Regions from separate parts of the Mus musculus genome. Here regions 1 and 3 are each linked to region 2. A link is a contact called in public promoter capture Hi-C data. All regions are on one chromosome and are shown on one strand. Each heading gives the region's core, a stretch centred on a gene start, on an enhancer-like site or on the middle of the called end of the contact. The rest is flanking DNA. Distances are from core to core; before and after follow the strand shown.

Evidence for each region. Promoter capture Hi-C pulls out the DNA fragments that hold promoters and counts their contacts.
Region 1: a contact with region 2 is called in a promoter capture Hi-C map of pre-B cells, with 5 times the contacts expected there. The contact joins the promoter of Ikbip here to the promoter of Ntn4 in region 2. A contact is called at or near these places in 2 of 39 promoter capture datasets (hippocampal neurons and pre-B cells).
Region 3: a promoter capture Hi-C map of hippocampal neurons shows a contact between it and region 2, with 8 times the contacts expected there. The contact joins the enhancer-like site here to the promoter of Ntn4 in region 2. A contact is called at or near these places in 2 of 39 promoter capture datasets (cranial neural crest and hippocampal neurons) and 1 of 115 datasets of contacts at active chromatin or transcription factors (embryonic forebrain).

What each region holds. Positions count from the first base shown.
Region 1 is chr10:91,080,795-91,085,335 of GRCm38.p6, forward strand. It overlaps Ikbip (IKBKB interacting protein), which reads left to right and starts at 2,245. Exons shown (of 3, transcript NM_026166.2): 1 at 2,245-2,502. The coding sequence starts at 2,333. Apaf1 (apoptotic peptidase activating factor 1) reads right to left here and starts at 1,949. Exons shown (of 27, transcript NM_009684.2): 1 at 1,389-1,949.
Region 2 is chr10:93,638,166-93,642,565 of GRCm38.p6, forward strand. Ntn4 (netrin 4) reads left to right here and starts at 2,884. Exons shown (of 10, transcript NM_021320.3): 1 at 2,884-3,343. The coding sequence starts at 3,289.
Region 3 is chr10:91,226,660-91,230,909 of GRCm38.p6, forward strand. No RefSeq gene overlaps it. Among named protein-coding and RNA genes, the nearest start is that of 4930534H03Rik, 8.2 kb to the left of the region's middle. Within about 2 kb of position 2,957, at least 128 of the 459 cell types and tissues checked have an H3K27ac peak or open chromatin away from gene starts, as enhancers often do. A contact at or near this core is called in embryonic forebrain and hippocampal neurons, where this site is marked.

The DNA.
Region 1 (4,541 bases), core at 995-3,494, 2.6 Mb before region 2:
CAAAAATTATTCCACGGGTATAAAGTTCAGTTTTGAATGTTTGCAAGTTGTAAAAGCACTGACAAAAACTCCCTCCAATGTAGTAAAGTGTGAATGTCTTAAATATGCATAATCATTCCTTCATTAGGAGTGTGTGTGTGTGTGTGTGTGTGTATACACAACAAAAAGAGATAATCAGAAGATGACTGTCCTACGTGCAAAAACTGAAATAGGCACAGAGTAATATACAGAGCGCCGAAGAAGGGCAAGAATCATTCAACTTCAAAAAAAAATTTTTTTAAGACATCAAATGTTGCACTTGCAAAAATAAAGAAGTCATTCGTTTGTGCGCCCACAACTGGAATGAAACTAACTGAAGAAAAAAGGAAAATCAAAGAAAAAGAAATGACCAGAAACAAGACTAACATTTTTAGTTTCCTAAAAGTTTCTCAGCCGGGCATCGTGGCCCACGCCTTTAATCCCAGCACTCCGGAGGCAGAGACAGGTGGATCTCTGAGTTCGAGGCCAGCCTGGTCTACAAAGTGAGTTCCAGGACAGCCAGGGCTATGCAGAGAAACCCCGTTATGAAAAGATTTTTGGTTATGTCCAATAATTAAGCAAAAACCAAATACTCTACCGGGCAGTGGTGGAGCACACCTTTAATCCCAGCACTTGGGAGTCAGAGGCAGGTGGATTTCTGAGTTCAAGGCCAGCCTGGTCTACAGAGTGAGTTCCAGAACAGCCAGGGCTACACAGAGAAACCCTGTCTCCAAAAAAAAAAAAAAAAACAAAAACAAAAAACACTTTGACAACTAAGTTCCAATTTTCTCTAGCCTTACTGAACTCATATACATAAATTATATATATATATATAATATTTTTTTTGTTTTGGTTTTTTTTTTTTTTTTTTTTTTTTTTTTTTTTTGGTTTTTCGAGACAGGGTTTCTCTGTATAGCCCTGGCTGTCCTGGAACTCACTTTGTAGACCAGACTGGCCTCGAACTCAGAAATCCACCTGCCTCTGCCTCCCGAGTGCTAGGATTAAAGGCGTGCACCACCATGCCCAGCCATAAATTATATAAATTTTAAACAACTTTTTTCAAACTTTACACAAACTGGAATACTATGGGCAAATTCCCAGGGCCACAACCTCTTTGTGGCCACAACAAAACAGAAAGCCAAAACTGGTCCGAGATACAGACCACAATATAAAGGCTAAGTCTATCCAGGAAAACAGTAATAGTGGTCTACTTCCTCCTTAGATAATTTCTCTTCCTGGTACAAGAGCAGGAGGATGATTACCAAACATCCCGCGTCCCCTGATCTTTCAGTCCCTGGGAGCTACAACAGAACTTGCAAAGAGCCTGCCCAGAGGAGCTTGGGGAGGTGAGACCGAGGCAGTAAACTTACCCAAGCCTTTGCACCGGAGTTGTGCTGGGAAGAGCAGCCGGGGGAGGGTCACTGATGATAATCGAAAGAAAGCAGCCCAGGGAGGGTCACTTATGAGACTAGATTGCCAGAAAGCAGCCGGGGCTCCCGCCTGGCTTCCGGCGACCCCGCGCCCCGGGCAGGTCCTGACACCTCCCTGGGTATCAGCTGCTCGGGGCGCAGGGTGGATGCCCGGGATCTCCAAGCGGCGTCGAGGGGTGGTCACCTCGGTGGGCTTGCCTCGGGCCGCACCAGGGGAGGGTACCGGGACCCAGGGCACAAAAGCACGGCCACTCCAGTCGCCGCTTCACCCCTCTGGCGGGAGCTGCCCGGGCGGGAAGCGGACGCCGCTCGGAAAGCCGCTGCGACTGTCTCAGATCGTCGCCGGTGGCTGATGGCACACACCCCTCGCTGCCGACCCCCACACACCCCTCTCACACCCTTCCGCGAGCGGAGTGAGACGTCTGCTCCTCTAGCTGCCTCCTGGTCTCTGCCTCAGGACCGCGGAGCACTCAAACACCGCTGGGCCCGCCCAGTCCACACAGCGCGCGCCCGGGCACGCAAATTCACTCGCCCAGGGCCCGCCGCCGCGGCCGCGCGCGCGCGCCCCGCCCGGCGCGTGACCGCAAGCCCTGGTTGAGCGTTCTCGCATGCGCGGTGGGGTGGGGCTAAGCCGCGGGCTCGCGCCCAGCTAGACGTGGCACTCTCGGCCCCGCCCCCTCTACGCGCCTCTCCGCAACCTGCGCGCACCCGCGAGCTTGGGTCTCCCGCAGACTCAGTCGGGTAGCGGAATCCAGAGGCGGGGCCAGCCGCTTGAGGGCGGGGCACAGCCTTGGTGGGCGTGGCCTTCCGAAGCTGCTCTGCAGCCACGTCCCACGGCCCCCCTCCAAAGCCATCCTGGCTTCAAGATCTTCAGGGATCCAGACATGTCCGAAGTGAAGAGCCGAAAGAAGCCGGGGCCCAAAGTGGCTGCTCCTGAGCCCGAGAAGCGGAGTGATGGCAGGAAAAACCCCGAGGCGCGGGGGGACGCGGGCTGGGCGGACCCCCGCACTGGGCTCAGCCTGCTGTCTCTGGCGATGACCCTGGGCCTGGCCTGGTAAGTGTGCGATGCTGCAGGCCGTGGGTCGGGCCTCGCGTGGGCGCCTAGCACCTCGAGCCAACCCACTCTCGCTTGAATACGCTCTTTTAACAATGTTCTGGTAGCATGCTCCTGTCGCTGCCCTCTAAAGTCTGGGAACATGTCACCCAGGACTCGGCCCACACTTTATTAAGCATCTACTACTGCACGTCACAAGTTTGCACATACCTAAAAACCACTACTTCCCGTCCACTCTGTAGCTTTGCGGATGAGTTTGCTCCACCCTCCACCAAAAATCGCACTCTTAAAATGTCTGCAGCCTAATAAAAAAAAGTTCGTTGTTGCTGAGCGATAAATGCTAATGAGACTTTCTCCTATTTAGAGCTGTGTGCCTACATTAAAACTATAGTCCTTTTTTAAAGATTTATTCTTGTTTATGTGTATGAGTGTCAGTGTATTTGTGCACGTGTGTGCAGGTGCGCGAGGATCCCGCAAGAGAGTGTCAAATCCAAGAAGCTGGAGTTACCAATGGTTGTAAGACACCAGACATGCATGTTCTTAACAGCTATAAAAGACTATATAGTCTTACTCCTAAATTACAAGTTGAACTGTATGTAACATTGTAAAGAATATGTTTTCCCTTAAGACTAAACATTCGTGTTTTCTTATTGTTGTTGTTTTAGTTTTTTGATACAGGGTTTCTCTGTGTAGCCCTGGCTGTCCTTGAACTCACTTTGTAGGCCAGGCTGGCCTGGAACTCAGAGATCTGCCTGCCTCCACCTCCCTAGTACTGGTGTTAAAGGCATGTACTACCACAACCTGGCTGTATGACACATACAACCCAGCTATATACATGTATTTTTACACTTTATTTGCAGTAGTGGGGGCACCGCCATCCCGCTCAACATTTGTAGCTTTGAAACCAAGCATATATTAGTGATATATTAGTGTAAATGTGGAATAAGAGAGCTAATAGAATTCAGAAAAGACTCTGGATATCCTCCAGGGTAGAGTAGTTTTGATGCAGGTTTATTTCCAGCTTAGTTTATTGGTGACACCCTGAGTCCTTGAGTTTTTTGTTTTTTTTTTTTTTTGGGGGGGGGGGTCTATGGTTGAGTGGTTGGTTTGGTTTTTTGAGAAAGGCTCTTAGGTAGCCTAGGTTAGATTAGAACTCACTATATAGCCGAAGGTGACATTGAACCCCTGATCTTCCTGCCTTCACCTCCCAAGTGCTAGGATTATACTAGGCATTTGTACTGGGTAATGCTTGAGTACTGGGTTTTGTTATAAGTTAATAAAAACGTGTTCAACTGAAATACAGATCATTGTCCTCTTTAAAAAGAACTTTATTTAATGATAGTGTTAGTATTTGAAGAATATATTAATTCTGATCTAAATGTGTTGGATTTGCTGTTTTAAATAAACTATGCATACCTTAAAATGCATGCCTTTTTAGGTAAATGGGGACATGGTACATTTTGTATTGGGAAAGAATATTACTGAGTTATTGTTAGTTCTCTGTAGGGCAGTGTTTCTCACCCTGTGGGTTGAGACCCCCACAGGGGTAACATATCAGATATTTATATTGTGATGCATAATGGTAGCAAAATTACAGCTTTGAAATAGCAATGAAAATAATTTTATGGTTGAGGCTCACCACAACATGAGGAACTGTATTAAAGGGCCACAACTTTAGGAAGGCTGAGAACCACTGCACCAGGGCTTAATACAAGTGGTTTTAGTTGCTAAATTTATTCCTCTAGTTCCCGTTAATTAGACAAAGCCTCATAATCCACTAAGAAACTATGTCATAGAATGTTCAGCTTTTTTGATAATTCAAGTTCAAAAAATGATTCCGTTGAGTCAGCAAGATGGTACATTTGATAAAAGCATTTGCTCTGCAAAGCCAAAGGACAGCCTGAATTCTATCCCCAGCATTCACACAATGGAAAAAGAGAACTGAATCCCCAGAGTTGTCCTCTGACCTCCATACATGCACAGTGGAACACCTGTGACCACACACAGAGAGACAAATAAAAATAGTAATGAGGTGGAGG
Region 2 (4,400 bases), core at 1,634-4,133:
ACACACATTAAAAGAAAGAACTGGTATTTACTCTGTATAGCTGCAAATGTCTATAAAGAAAGTAAGTGCCACAGTTAAATAAAACCAGTGCTGAAATCGAAGCGATGCTTTTGATTCTTTTGTTTATTGGGATGCTCAGAAGAAAACCTGTGTGACCAATGGGCAGAGTTTTCACGGTGAATGAAGGGCTCCGGGTAGGGTGAGAGTTGGGGCCCAGGGTCCCATCTGGTTCTGAACATCTTTCGGTCATTAGACTTTGCGCTGGGTTTTTAGAGATCTCTTCATAGCTTTGTGGTGCTTTGTCTCTGTGCTAACAGGCCTTGGGCTGCTGGAAGATTTTTGTTTTGGAAGGATGGATACTGCTGCCAATGTTTTTTGTCTTTACGTCTGCTGTTTCACCATCCTCTTGCTTCTAGGCTGCCACAGTTTATCCCTTCTTCTGAGCAGGATCCTGTTCCGCTTGGGCTTGTTCTCCTCATACACTGAGCCCCAGAAAAGCACCCTGCACAGTCACACTGAAATTGGAGGAGAAACTTAAATATGGCCCAGAGGCGCTTGGGAATGAGGTCTTTGGTGTATAGACCTTTTGCCTTTCTGATGTAGATATATATTAGCGGTCCTGTCAACATCCTTCCAAGTCGTCAGGAATGTTCTACATTAAATTTGTGGATTTGTGGCTTTGGAAAACCTGCTATTGAAATCCTGCAATTTCTCCAACCCTCCCTGTAATCCATGACACCTCGAAAGTTCTGAGTCAGTTCTTGACATTTTCATAACACGAAGTCATAATGAGCAATGTCCCCACCCCGGAACACATTTTCCTCACATTGGCCAACTCTCTTGGGTCCTTTCTTCAAAATGAAAATATAATTTGTAAGAACGTATACTAGATATGCACTTAAAAAAAAAAAAGACAGGATCTCATGTAGACCTAGCTAGCCTCATGCTTGCTTTGTAGCCAAGGCTGGCCTTGAAAACATGAGCTTCTTGCCTCTACCAATGGCTAAGGTTACAGGCGGAAACCACCACATTGCGCCCAGACAACATTTATTCGAATGCTCATTACCGTTTCTCTTGAGCTAGTCCACACTTAAAGTATTGCTGTGGAGATCCCACATTCCTCTAGAATCCTGGGAATCGTTCTTATTTCGCCGCTTTTCTTCTCAGTCTCTATTCTTAGCATATAACAATAGTTTTGAGATAACTGTCAAAACATTTATTGCATGTCTGACAAGTGTTTTCAGTTAAGAATAACGAGCAATGTAAGAAAAAAACCACATAATTGTGTCTTGCATAGTCTAAGTGTCTAGCTGCCATTTAAGGATCTTGCTGCTTTATTAAAGGAGCGACAAACCAGTTACAAAGCGATCAGGGGAGTACCCAGCAAATGCTTCTGAAATTCATAATCAGGCATGGATTAGCCCTGCCTCAACTTAATATATTGTCTCAGAGATTAATAGTAAATACTGTCTTTCTCTTCCTTTTTCTTGGCCTGTAGGCTAGTGTTTAGGCTGGGAGCCTTAGCCTGTTACGATCCCCTGTCGTTCATTTAATAAAAAGAACAGTTGGGAGAAGCATTTTAGCAACTGCATCAGAAGCATCACCTGTGAGAGCCAACGGAGGCTCCAGCGTGGCCAGTATTTGAAAGCTCAGAGTTTGTTTTCGAAAGCTGGTGACGGTTCTCATGTCGCCTGCCACTTCCAGTACTGGCCAAAATAATAATTTTAACGCCTCCCAGTGGATTATGCTAACCTCAACTCAGTTCCTTTAGAGAGATAGAAACCTATATGTCTCCAGCTCGGTCATTATAAATAATATCTACGTGTGCCCCCAAAGCTCTAATTGGCCCCATCTGTATTTCTGACAATTTATAATAACTGAATGGTATCTGCAAAGCAGTTAACTTTCTGGAAAATACTCAAAGACACACACTGAATGCTGCAATACAGAATTGCCTTCGACTCAACGTTTGCCAATTTCTTTGCATGTGTAAGCAGAACTATATTTTCAGAGAAGTTACAGAAGTCCCAGGCTGAAGTGCTATTTAATCTCCTTTCATAAACACCAGCCCTGAGCTACAATTAGCTGCTTGTGGTTGCTGCTAAATTGCTCCCCATAAGATATTTCATAACTTTATGGTTCCCCTGCTCACCATACTATGAAGAATGTGTGAATGCACCTAGGACCCAGGCATTCTTATGTCGATGCTCCAGACATAGATGTTCTTAAACAGTTGATTCCCTGATCATGGATCCTGGTCTTTCAGGCCGTGTGAGAACATCTTTTACACCAAACGGGTACACCTTCGACTCCTTTGGGCTGCACCCCCCAAAAAGGTAGCAGAGACTTAAAGGACCCTTGGCACTTGGTGCGCGTTCACTGGCAGTACCCTAGGCAGAATTGGGGGTCTGGGGTGGTCCTAACCCAGACCGTGGGACTCGCAGAGAATGGGTGCTGTGGAGTGGTGTTGGGGGAGGGGGGAAGGCTTGTTTTGCTGGGTGATTTTTTGGAAAGTAGTCGCTCGCCTGTTTCGCGGGTTTTTAAGCCCCTTGGCATGCCCTGACCTGATCCGGAGGGAGTCAACTGCTCTCAGGAATGTTCCTGGAGAAGGTGGGAGACTGTTTCCCAGGCGAGGCCCTTGGGTGCTGGAGGGCACCCGCGAGGTCAGGCAGGGAGATGCGCGCAGCGGGGGCTGCAGACACCCCCTCCCCCTGGGCGGCGGCGGCGGCGACAATGACCGGACCCGCGCGTCTGCACCGCCCGGCTGTCAAGCGCGGGGGGCGGGCGGGAGGAAGGGGTGGAGGTGCGAGGGGAGGAGGAGGGCTGGCACCGGAGCGCCGCGGTGTCGGTGCAATAAAAATGCATCCCATGGAACTGCCCATGGAGAAGGACGGGACCGAGCCTCGGCGGCCACAGAAGGTGGGAAAAGCGGAGGAGGACAGCCGGGAGGCGGCGGCGGCCGGGAAGTGAAAGGTCTCGCAAAGTTCAGCGTCGGCTGCGGGCGCCGAGCCCTGGGCGAGCGGCGCACCCGCCCTCAGGGCCGCTCAGCCGGCAGCGGCCAGGCCGGCTATGATCCCGGGGCTCCCGCCGCTGCTGAGCTGCCCGGGCCCCGCCAGGCCGGTGCGCGACGGTCACCCCGCCGCCTGGCGCGGCCCCGGCCCGCGGCTCTGTGCCCACGGTGCCCACTGAGCGAGCCTGGCGCTCCGGGAGGAGGAAGAACCACAGAGCCCCCGGTGCTCCCGAGGACCACTGCCGCTTCATCCCACCCGCTCCCGCAGCTGCCCGGCCATGGGGAGCTGCGCACGGCTGCTGCTGCTCTGGGGCTGCTCCGCGGTGGCCGCAGGTGGGTGGTGACGCGGCCGGGCCCCCACCCCTCTTCCCTTGCTCCTGCCCCTCCACCCAAGCTCGGGGGCTGGGGGATATAGGGGATCCCGGACCGGGAGCCCAGAGCTCGGCTATTGAGGATGAAGCCAGTGGCCATGTTCCGTCTCCTTTGCCCGCGACTCCGCAGTTTCAAACACTATTGATTTTTTTTTTTTCTCCTGCAACTGAGATACACATGTCCTTGAATAACCAGATATCCTGGGTACGCCCTGCAGAAGATACAGAGAGATCAATGTTTCTTTCTGGGTTTGGCTTGGGGGGGAAAACTGCCTCTGCACTTGGTGAGGGGGAACAAAGGACCCAGCTCGCCATCCCCGGGCTCTCCATGGCCTGAGGAGTGACGAGGAGGGGTGGCCCAGAGACCCTGGGCGTGCGTGGGCCGAGACCGATCTCTCACTTAGAGAGATCGCCACCTTCCCGGATCTCATTCTGTGTACTTGAGAGCCAGGTAGGGCCACCTGGGGTGAGGGTGAGCGCCCTCTTCCCGGGGCGTTGGCTGCAACGCTGTAGAACTCGGAACTGGGACCATGGGGGGTGATCACTCAGGTGGTGATTGCCCGGAGCTGGCTGACTGCCCCTGGGGAATCGGTACCCTGGCCGAAGCTCTGCAGGAGGTCGGAGGCGGGTCTGTTCCTTGGCTCAGTAACTGGGTTACGGGCAACGGGCAGATGCCCCTCTCCCCTCCCGCTACGGTCCTGTCTCTCTTGGACTGTCTTTAGGCCACCGGTTCCAGGCTTGCTGTGTCTGAGTCCCCGGGAGCCTCCTCTTTCTCTTCTCCCCCTCCCTTCTCGCAGGCCACCTGGTTTTCAGCTAGGTTAAGTACAGCACAGTGGGGTAGTGGGGAAAAATTGTGAGGGTCTGATTTCATCCCCCACCCCAAACCCCTCAGACGGACTTGACTTGCTCCTGAAAGAGACGTGTGGGTTAGAGGAACCGACTGGAAGGTTCCAAGCCCTGGGGCAGGCATCTCTTCAGTTGGTCTGCTTCCATTCTTTTCCCCAGAGCTGCCAGCAACT
Region 3 (4,250 bases), core at 1,707-4,206, 2.4 Mb before region 2:
TTTTGTGATTCTCTATAACTAGCTAGCAAGAAACAACAACAACAACAAAACAAAACAACACACTAGTTTTAAAAACAAACCTGCCGCCGGGTGTAGTGGTGCACGCCTTTGACCCCAGCACTGGGGAGGCAGAGGCAGGAGAATTTCTGAATTCGAGGCTAGCCCAGTCTACAAAGTGAGTTCCAGGACAGCCAGGGCTATACAGAGAAACTCTGTCTCGAAAAACAAAACAAAACAAAACAACCAAAACCAAAAAACAAACAAACAAAAAAACCAAAAAACACCCAAAAAACCAAAAAACCAAAACCAACCAACCAAACGAACAAACCAACCAACCAACCTGCCTGTGTACCATGGCTCAAATGCAGCTGACACTTTGTCTCACCTCTCCTGTGTGGCTATTGCTCACTGAAGGGCTGGCACGTGCTTCCCAGTACACGGCTGAGTGTTTCCAGAGTGGAAATTCGGGCTGCAGGAAGGAATTGGACATGGTACGTTTTGTCTTACAGCCAAACCATAGCATGAGTTTAAGTCAGAGCACATCACATCTGTTCAGAATCAGAGAACAGCCAGGGAGATGGGCTGGTGCTGGGTGTAAGTCTGCTGAGTCCTGGGCAAGGAGCCAAGGAAACATCCCCTCCACTTGCCCTCCAGCAGAGTGGTGTTATACCAGTGCCTAAGTGGGAAGAAAGAGAAAAGTGGGTCCTGCATGTTAGGAACTGCAGCATACACACACAGATGTGCTCTTGATGGACAGAGACAGACACCTTTACAAAACTCAGCCAAGGCCAGCCATGACCAGCATGCCTCAAAACAGACCCAGGAGCCATTCCTGAACTATGAACATAAACACAGAGTGAGCCACAAGATACTGAGTGTCTGCATTGCTCAGACAGAATGAGTGACAACCTCTTGTCTGCAGACCATCACTCCGGGATCCAATAGCTTACTTTTCTAATCTATAAGACTTATAGGCTATATAACTAGAAAGTTGTCTTTGGTTTCTGTAGGGGCTGAATCCAGAGAGCGTTATTGCTTCCTTGGGCCTAGTACCCTCAAACCACCCAACAAAGGTTCAAAGCCTATGTTAGCCACAGTTCCATGGTGCTTTCTGTCTCATTGTGATTGGTAACGTGTCTGACACGTAACACTGTTCTTTGTGAGCAGTGGGAAGAGTGTAGGGCACTAAGTATTTGGAAAATTCCAATAAGGATAATCTTTCTTTAGGATAAATGGCAATAGGGGCATGAAGCAAAACAAGGGCTAGGGGAAAATATACTGCTGAATAAGGAAAAAGAAATTTTACTCCTAGACTTGGGCAAGGCCACCAGTTTCATATTTTTTTTTATAATTTCTGTTTATGTATCATTTGTCTCAGAGTTACAGGGGAACTAAAATTAGAGAATTAAGATCCTAATTGGAAGGATTAAAGAGCCACACTGGATTGATTTCTGTTTCTCACTGTTGCAGCCTCCTGACACGGTGATTAGAATTTTATCCCTTGGCCAGCCTCACACTAGTTTTGCATGCCCACTGTCCAGAACTTCCAATCTTTCGACCCCCTTGCTGATGCAACTAAGGGCAATGACTTACTCCCCGCAGGGACTGAGGACTACATTCATATAAGAATCCAGCAGCGGGACGGCAGGCAGACCCTGATCGCTGTGCAGGGTGTTGCGGACAGTTATGACAAAAAGAAACTTGTGAAAGCTTTCAGGAAGAAACCTGCCTGTAATGGACGTGTGATTGACCATCCCAAGTACAGAGAGGTTACTCAGCTTCAAGGTGACCAAAGGAAGAGCGTTTGCCAGTTTCTTTTGGAGGCTGGCATCACCAAGGCGGTTCACGGATTCCACGATGAACCCAAACATATGGCGAGTTTCTTAAATGGTTTTGTTCTCTAACCCAGTTTGGCTGCCACGGGAGATGATTCTTTACAGCAAATGACAGCCAAGGTGGTGCATTCAAGTGAGACTAGCTTTAGAACCAAGTCACCTGGGGCATGGGACCTCTCTTTTGCTGCTGTAGGTGCAAAAAGCAGCAAAGGCAAATCAGGAGGAGACTTTCTGGAAGAGACTTTCTTGCTGAGCAGTCAGCTTCCTGATGGGGCCCGCACCTGGCTAGGCAGGTAACCTCCTGATTCTGTGGTGGCAGGGACAGTGGCTTCACCAACTGCGTGGTTCTTGCCTGAGCCCTGGGAATTTGTTCACAGGAGCTCAGACTCCAGCAGTCCTACAGAAGCTTGATGTGGCATACAAATGGATTTAAACACTTCAAGTAGCCTCCGCGAAAGGAGAATTAAGACACAGATCACATTTTATTAATTATTAATTAATTAACTATTGGTTCCTGAAGACAGGCTTTCTCTGTGTAGCCCTGGCTGTCCTGGAAGTCACTTTGTAGACCAGGCTGGCTTTGAACTCAGAGGTCTGTCTGCCTCTGCTGCCACCCTCCTTCCAATGCTGGGATTAAAGGTGTGTGCCACCACCACCAGAGTCCTCTTTGTTTCCTTTGAGAGCCAGCTCAGCCATGAGACCCAGACTGGTCCTGAGTTTTTCTTGCTTCTGTCTTCTAGGTTCTGGAATTATAGCATCGCTTTTCTTCATATGGGTGTCTACTTGTTTTCTGGACTTATAGTTTGCAGGACCTCGGTGAAGGCAATTAAAGAGCCATCTGTGTGCTTTCTCTTTAATTTCCTGGTTCCTTCCTGCGGCCCCCCTCCCCCCAGTTCATACCTCATAAGCTCCTCCCTCTTAAGGAAAATTTCAGTGTAATATACAAAATGTTGATCGCAAGTCTTAAACTAGCAGCTTGGCATTCCTGTTCTGCAGTCATTCTGACACATCACAGGTTTAGTCTGGGAGCTGTGGGTCGCTTCTCATGCACTGAGTAGAGAGGCAAGGCTTCTCCAGCATGCAGCCTCACAGATGCAGTCAGCCTGCAGTAATCACTAGCTGCTGTTTCCAGCCCCCTTTCCTGAGCGAGGGAGCCCCACTCTATTTTCCAGGTCTCAACCCACAAGCCCGATCCCCTGTGGGGGGTATTGCTCTTCTTGTTGCTATGGAGACAGCGCATGAGATGGCCCTGCTGTTTGTTTATATCCAGTATTTATCCTGCTCAGAAGCTTCCTCCAACTAGCCAGTGTTTATGCTACTTGTTAGTGATGCTCCTTGCATCAGCCCTGCCTATTAACATCCCGGAAGTTGCCTTCCTGCCGCCTCAAGCCACTTCTGACCTGAAACCCAGTAGCTTAGTTGTCTCAACCGCATTACTTCTCTGCATTTTATTTCCAGTTGAGCTATTTTGTTCTTCTGTAATTTTTCTTTCACGTGTATGAGTAGGTGAGGACCTCAACTTACGTACTGGCAAATCAGGGCTGAAGATGTTAGCTCAGTTGAGAGAGCACTTGGTTAACATGTATAAAGCCCCGGGTTTCGTTCTTGGCACCACACGGATTCCAGTGTGATGGCGCGCATCTGTGATCATAATCCCCGAATCTCTCTCAGGATCAGAGATGGAAAGGTGAACATCACACCATACCACACCAGCGACTGGGGAAAGTAGAAGGTTAAAGGAAGGGAATGTTGAAACTTTTTTTTTTTAAGATTTATTTATTTTATGAGTGTGAGTACACTATCTTCAGACACACCAGAAGAGAGTGTCAGATCCCATTAGAGATAGTTGTGAGCCACCAAGTGATTGCTGGGAATTGAACCCAAGACCTCTGGAAGAGCAGTCAGTGCTCTTAACCTCTGAGCCGTCTCTCCAGCCGTGAGAGAGGAGAATTTTTTTTTTAAAGAAGAAAACATTTAAACAATGTATGGTTTAAAGTAGAAAATTAAAAGTGCAGTTATAGACCCCATGAGAACATGGAAAACGGAACACTGTGAAGGCTGAGGCTAAAGCTGTTCCAGCAGAGCGCTGATAACCTCAGGGGACACCATTACTCACCAAGCAAGCATTCAGCCAAAGGAAAACAAAAGAGTTGACCAGTGTAGTAAGAGCAAAGCAGTACAAATCTTTGAATTGAAGTAAAGAAACACTTGGGACAGGAGAGATGGCTCAGTGGCTAAGAGCACTGGCTGTTCTTCCAGAGGACCTGAGTTCAATTCCCAGGACCCAGATGTATGCTAACAACTACCTGTAACTCCAGTTCCAAAGGATTTGACACCCTTTTCTGGACTCTGTTAGTACCAAGCATATATGTGGTGTACGTTCATGCCTCGCAGGCCAAATTTCTCTGCAAATAA